Regions from separate parts of the Zea mays genome. Here region 1 is linked to region 2. A link is a contact called in public Hi-C data. All regions are on one chromosome and are shown on one strand. Each heading gives the region's core, a stretch centred on a gene start, on an enhancer-like site or on the middle of the called end of the contact. The rest is flanking DNA. Distances are from core to core; before and after follow the strand shown.

The links. Hi-C and Micro-C count contacts between places; a contact is called where the count stands out from the background.
Region 1: a contact with region 2 is called in a Hi-C map of ear, with 2.5 times the contacts expected there. The contact joins the promoter of LOC100194145 here to the promoter of LOC103641812 in region 2. A contact is called at or near these places in 3 of 25 Hi-C or Micro-C datasets (ear, leaf and tassel).

What each region holds. Positions count from the first base shown.
Region 1 is chr10:131,202,249-131,205,741 of Zm-B73-REFERENCE-NAM-5.0, reverse strand. It overlaps LOC100194145, which reads right to left and starts at 2,117. Exons shown (of 3, transcript NM_001139196.1): 1 at 1,767-2,117; 2 at 1,456-1,479; 3 at 1-372. The coding sequence starts at 1,995. The coding sequence ends at 56. It overlaps LOC100274060, which reads right to left. Exons shown (of 21, transcript NM_001148439.1): 20 at 3,369-3,493; 21 at 2,887-3,277. The coding sequence ends at 3,151.
Region 2 is chr10:130,921,863-130,924,923 of Zm-B73-REFERENCE-NAM-5.0, reverse strand. LOC103641812 (DNA glycosylase superfamily protein) reads right to left here and starts at 1,692. Exons shown (of 5, transcript XM_008665141.4): 1 at 501-1,692. The coding sequence starts at 984.

The DNA.
Region 1 (3,493 bases), core at 868-3,367, 280 kb before region 2:
ATAACCCATGCAGCTACCAGAAATAATTTCACCTGAAAATTCAGAACTAAAGCTGTCACATGCTCGTGGCTCGAGAATCATGCCAACCCAGTTGCCGAGCTCGCTGTTCCCACATTGCTGTGAGTTTCTTCTCCTTTGAAATTGCTACTTCAGACTGCTCCCGAGCTTCCTCGCAGGTCTCTGTAGCTGCATTACACTTTTCGGCTTCTCGCTGGTATTGAGTAGCTTGTCTTTTTGCTTCGACAAGAGTGGCGTTCATGTGGTGACTATGCTCCTCAGCTACAACCTGCTGCAGCTTGAGTTCCTCATTAAGAAGATCGACAAATTGCTTCTCCATCTCTTTGGCAAGCTCAGGGTTGTTTTTCCCACAATCTGCATATTTCAACACAAACTTTAAAGTTTTAGTTCAGTTAGCCTAATATTTTGATAATAGCAATAATAAGGTCAGGAAAGTGTGCATTGAAAGAAAAAGGTAGACATAGAAAACAGTGCAAATAAGGTGATTCAAATATTTCGACAATTCCTGTTCTGGAAAACTGGGTGGCTATGAGATACAAAAGCACAAGAACTAATGGTGCAGCATAGTGAGGAAGATTTGTGCAACCTTGATGAAGCAAATATACCGTCCAAATCTAAAAAGTGCCAAAATGCCAAATCTAGTTGGATGGAAGAACAATCTCTGAGCTTCATTGGATGTTATGAACGTCAACACATACTAAGGCTATCTTCAGCAGCTTACTCATCCCCATACCTATATTCAAACTCCACTTTGTGAACAGTGCGGTCTACAGTGCAAAATAGTTTTTTGGGCGACCATATGGGTGAACTGCTGGACACGGTCTAATCACAACTAACTTTCATCTATGCTATATTGTTAGGGTAATAGCCTGATGCCAAAGACTTATGAAATGCAAACCAAGATGAAGAAAAAGATATTTTTTTCTCAACAACAGGATGCTTTTAAGAAGCCTACAGTAGGTATTTCAGTAGATCGCATCATTAGACAAATCTCTGTAGTTCCGCACCTAATTATAAAATCCAACTCTTAAAGATATGCAGCACTTAACATACTTGATAGGCTAGAATTCTAGTGTTCAGCTTTTCTTTTCACATAAGACAATTTGAGGCTAAATGATTAAGAATGTGAATTTTCAGAATTCAACACATAATTTTACTTTCATTTCATAAGAACTATTTTGCTCGTGCATTTTTTGTAGTGTGAAGAATAACCCAAGTAGAAGGTTCCATAAGGTCTATAAATCACCCCATGCATCATCATAGTGACTGAACTACTGAAGGCAGCTTCACGAATTGTTCAGTTTAGTAAGTAAAGAACACAGTGATCCATGACGATTGCTGCCATTCTATCATAAGATAACCACTATGCTCATCCAAATATGAGGAAACCCATGCCTCAATTGACAGGAGTGTGAACTGTGAAGGAAGGACCCAAACCTGTTATTGAGAAGTTGGCAAGCCCTGCAATAAACACAAATTCCTGTCAGTAATGTGGACATAGCTGCAACTGGGAGTTTTCATCATAGACGATTAGACACAGCAACTAAAACTAGCTTATTTGCTACCCATATGCATGCGTCAGCTGTACCATATGCTATGGCGTTCATCTGATGACCCTAGTCCCGACCAAAATACAGATTATTATTTTTTGTTTTACCTAACGAATTATGGGTAGACATGCGTACCGACACTGATCAGGCGAGAACTGTAGGAAGATCTGGAAAGAGGGTCTGAACAGGACAGATCACCTGGGGCGATGGACTTGAGGGAAAGGGGCGCCGGGCAGTCGCAGCTGCAGGGAGGGCACGACGGGGAAGAAGCCACCGCCGCCGCGGTGGACGAGGGGGAGGAGGAGGAGAAGCCCTTCTTGTAGCGCCAGTAGAAGGCGGGGCCAGAGACCCCTAGCGCGGAGGCCACGGCCAGGATCACCAGGCACCAGCGCCCCAGCGCCGCGCGGCGCCCCCCGCCGCCAACCATCGATCCTCGGGCGTAGACGCGCGCGCAATGTGGGTTGGGAGATCTTCGCCCCCGCCGACTGCGTCTTCGCGTAGTCGCTCGGCGTGACCACCCCTGATTTCGCCTTGTTGTGGCTGGGGCACGGGCCGGTGGTGGTGGTGGACTGGTGGTGGGGCTCGGGTGGTGAGGGGAACACTGAAACAGTGGCGTGGGGGAGTGTGGGAAGTGAACTAACCGCGGATGGTTGGTGCGGAGGTAGAGCGCAAAAATGGCTAGTGCGCGCGGGGTCCCCGAGCGGATTTCCGGCAAACAACAGGGCCGCGAGAGGAGACTGGCATGCTGAGTCCAGAATCCTTGATTGAGCTTGGCAGCCTGCCACTACGCACTATCGTGCTGATTCGTGTGGAGGTGGACCCAACTTAAAGTTACCGCGCATGGACCGGATTTTAGAGAAGTCCAAGAGACTCGGTGAAGTGCCTTTGCTCGGTAAAAAAAATGAAAAGCGCCATGGCTTTCATACTCGCTTCTTCATCTGGCTCGGCATCACAGGTAGTGTTCTACAGCTGCATGTCACGACGACAGTCCTGGTGGCGGCAGGTGCAATAAGTGGATGTGAAAAGTTAAATTTAGAGAATCTGTTGGTTAACCCCACCTTGAAGAAGTTATCTATTTTAAAGAGTCGTCCATAAAACTCTATAATTGGCTAGGATTTATAACTAGACTCTTGGAGTTGCTTTATTTGGATTTCATCAACTTAAATTAGCTTAATAGCATGATATTTACTATTACATTACTGGCCGCTAACCAACTCTCGTGGAATACCAATGCCCAGTTCGATTCAAACCAAACACTTTTCCCACACACGTGGAAATGAACTCCACAAAGCTTACATCTGAGTCTCACAACACAACACAACACAACCACACATTGCTATTGTCAGATATCAACAGCACGAAATGCTGAGTCGCAGCTGATAAACACACAGCAAGGTTCGAGCTCAAGATAACAAGGCTCCCGACACCACCCTAGGGTCACTAAACGCGTCGTAGCTCCACATTAGCATTCACAAGAAACGGATATGCACCTACCTTGACTGCAGCGGCGCACATAGAGTATGGCATTGTGCCAAAAGTCCAAATGAAGGCAGGCAGGTATGGGTACGGCCCATCAAATAACTCATTGGCCGATTCGCACGCCAAGAATGCACTGTGCGAGATGAGTCACGTACGGCTCCGCTTGTGAACTGTTACTCAGCGTAGGAGCAAGACTCTGCAGCTCTGAATTGAACGCTGCTTCAAATTTCCTGCAGCCAGCCAAGACCAATGCGATGTTAGATGGGTGGAACTTAATTTAATACCAGCGTTTCAAGGGTAGATAGAGGAGCGGATACGTACAGGATCGACTCTGACATGACAACATTCTCTGATGCTAGTTTCAGCTGCTGGTCTCTGTCCTGTGATTTATCGATTCTTGATCTTGACTTCCTAGACTTCGATGTGTTCTCAGAGTTAGCGACATC
Region 2 (3,061 bases), core at 443-2,942:
CCTTCCATTTTGGGTGTTTTTAGGCAAACTTTCTAATTCCTGAATAAATAAAAACTGTAGAGCATGAATCTAATGGGAAAAAACTGTAACACAATTCTATACCTCCAGGTCGTTCAAATCTCTGCTCCAAAATGAACTGGTTCAGTGCAAAACAACATAGAGATTGCAATGTAGACATACAGAAACAGCATTCTTAAAACCGATTTTATGATCTCAGAATAATACTCATAGGAGAACTGAAGACTGTAATGCTCCCAATCATAAACAGTTGACATAGCTCCCAGTTCCCACTATGCAAAGCCCAAGCTTAAGTCAACTAGCATTCTGGACTCTATCTTACTGAGAGATAGACCTTTAGTTGGCCATTATAGACCCAAAATTTAGCTTCTCTGTTTACACCAGAATAACTATTGAATCAGTGCAAAGTGTTATGCTGGACTAATTGCAGGTTACCCCTACATCAAATGCTAAAACATGCAAGCAAAACCAGAAGCACGCACCAGTATTTGCTGTCACCCATGCGCACCTCCTCTTGACACCAGCAGCATCGGTCTGATAAGCCAATCCACCCTCCCTTTCCAGCATGGAAACAGGCTTGTAATCAGTCTGAGAGAGGGTCTTCTTCTTCCTAGCCCCAAACGCCGGCCTCCCAATCCGGCCTGTGGATGCTCGGCTGCAGAACGAGTCCGTGGACGCGTCCGAGGAGCAGGACGCGTCGAGAGACAGACCCGAGCGCAGCAGCAGCTCCTGCCGACGCATCCCCGCGGGCGCGCTGAGCGAGGGCAGCAATGTGGGCACGGCGGCGGGTTTCCTCTCCTCTGTCGCCCCTGCCGCCGCGGCGGCATCCCTCCCGGGCCTCGGCGAGGGCTTCCGGCCGCGGGTAGCGGACACCGAGCGCGTCCTGCCCCCCGCGGACCGCGGTTCGGAGTCCCCGGCGCCGCCGGACGCTGGCGACAGCCGCCCCCTCGCGCTTGCCCCGGACATTGGGCCGAGCCACCGACTCCTTGCAATCTCGAACCGCCCGACAGCCCCTTCGCCCTTCGGAACCCCAGAGCGAGCTAAAATCGGCTAGGCATTGCTGCGGAAACACCGAGCTCGGGCCAGGGGGGGGGGGGGGGGGGGGGGGGGGGGGGGGGGGGGGGGTTGCAGGCAGCTCCCGCACTCGAAGCAAAACCTCAGCTCTTCCACCGAAATCCGACCAGAAAACCCTAGCAATCGCCGCCAGACCAGCCCGGCATTGCGGAGACACAGCTCCGGGCCCTCGATCCAAACCCCCACGGGCGTCAAAACCTCTCCACCCGACGCCGCAGAGTCGCAGCCACAAGGCTCCGCGGGAATCAGCACGAACAGCTCTCGAGTCTCGATGCGGGTCCCACGAGCGGCGGAACGCCCCGCGGCAATGGCGAGGGGAGGCGGCACGCCAGCGAGGCGGGAGGAAACCCTAGGAGGAGTAGGCGGGTGAAGGAAGCGAGAAGGGAGCCTCGAGGCTCGGCAGCGGCTGCTCGGCCTCGGAATTTACTGCCGCTGGTATTGGTCGGTGGAGTGGAGGGTGCTCCGTGTGCCTGCCGCGGTGGTGGTCGGCAGTAGATTTTGGCTAGGCAAGGTAGAGAAGTAGAGAGACACTTGGTGATTTCTGTCTCTGACTTGGGTGGCTCGTGCTGGCGTCGCGCCTCGCGTGTGTCGTGCGGTCTGGACCCGGGTGAAATGAAAGGGGGAGGGGAACGAGATCTGGGAGAACGAGAGCATCTTCCGCGGCTAGCTAGCAAAAATTAATTATAAAATTATTAGGTGAGTGTCTGTGCGTTGCAACGGGAACATGTAATACTGTTGAAGGAAGGGAGCAGAGGGGAGGGTGTATCGGCTGGACAGGGAAGAAGAGCACAAATCTGGGGACGACGATAGCGGCGGCGCCGTGCAAGGGAGAGTGCGGCGCAAGGGTCGGGAGGCAACGGACGTGAGCTACGATGTTAGGCGGGTCAACCAACAACCCACGCATGTGAGAGGCAAAGAACAACATTATATGAATAGTGATTAATATGATAAAATACATTGATATACAAACTCCCTTTTTTGATCACTAACCAATCATGTAGTCCACAACAGCAGGCAACATTTTATCACTAACCATTCATTGTCTGATAATACAGTCAAATTGCAAAAAGTTCATGGCATACTTTATTTCATGACATAAGAACCCTCAGTCCACCAAGCTTGTGTATAGCTCTCTCCTCAGCGACATACCTCTTGTACCTCTGCAACTTGAGTTGGGTGATACCCTGGTGCTTTGGCTTGCCATAGACAATACACTTGGGCAAAAGCCTCTTCCTACCACCACGTCTCACACGGACAAGGTACACAACATAACCCTGAAGATGAATTACCAGAACATAACATCAAATAAAATCATGACATAGGTACTCAAACTGCAATAATAAAATAAAGTAAACAAGCCTAACATAGCATACTACGTGTCTAATGCTAAAAAAGCATACACCAAAAAATAAAGTAAACTGGCAAAGTGATATAATGAGGAGCGAGCATGAGTTATATCCTAAGGAAGCAGTACTATCATCATTGTCCTTACTCATTACTCACACGTCCTTCGTAGAGTAGCCTTGTTATTCTTTATCTCTTTTTTTGCAAAGTGAGTAGCCTTGTTATTTTTTGGTTAGTGGCAGAGTGTGTTTGACTCTATCTGCATGTATGTGTGACTGTTAGTTGAATTATGATTGTTTCAGTAAGCATCTATATTCTTTTTGTAGTAGTCTAACCACAATGACAGATATATTTCAGGGTTGAAACCATCACGATATACACAAAATGGCAGCCAGCCTTCGCCGTTCATCCGATGTTTTCTTTCTCAAGGGTACGCCAACGAGCTTGCAAATACCTGCATCAGATGAATTTTATATAGTTAGGGTTAGAATAATCATAATGCATCTTGATATTAGAAATGGACACATCGGTACTTATCTCATCAACCACAAAATCCCAACAGAAATGAGTGTGCCCAACAACATGGCATGCTCCTCCATCTTTTCTGTCGCTGTGTATATCTCTC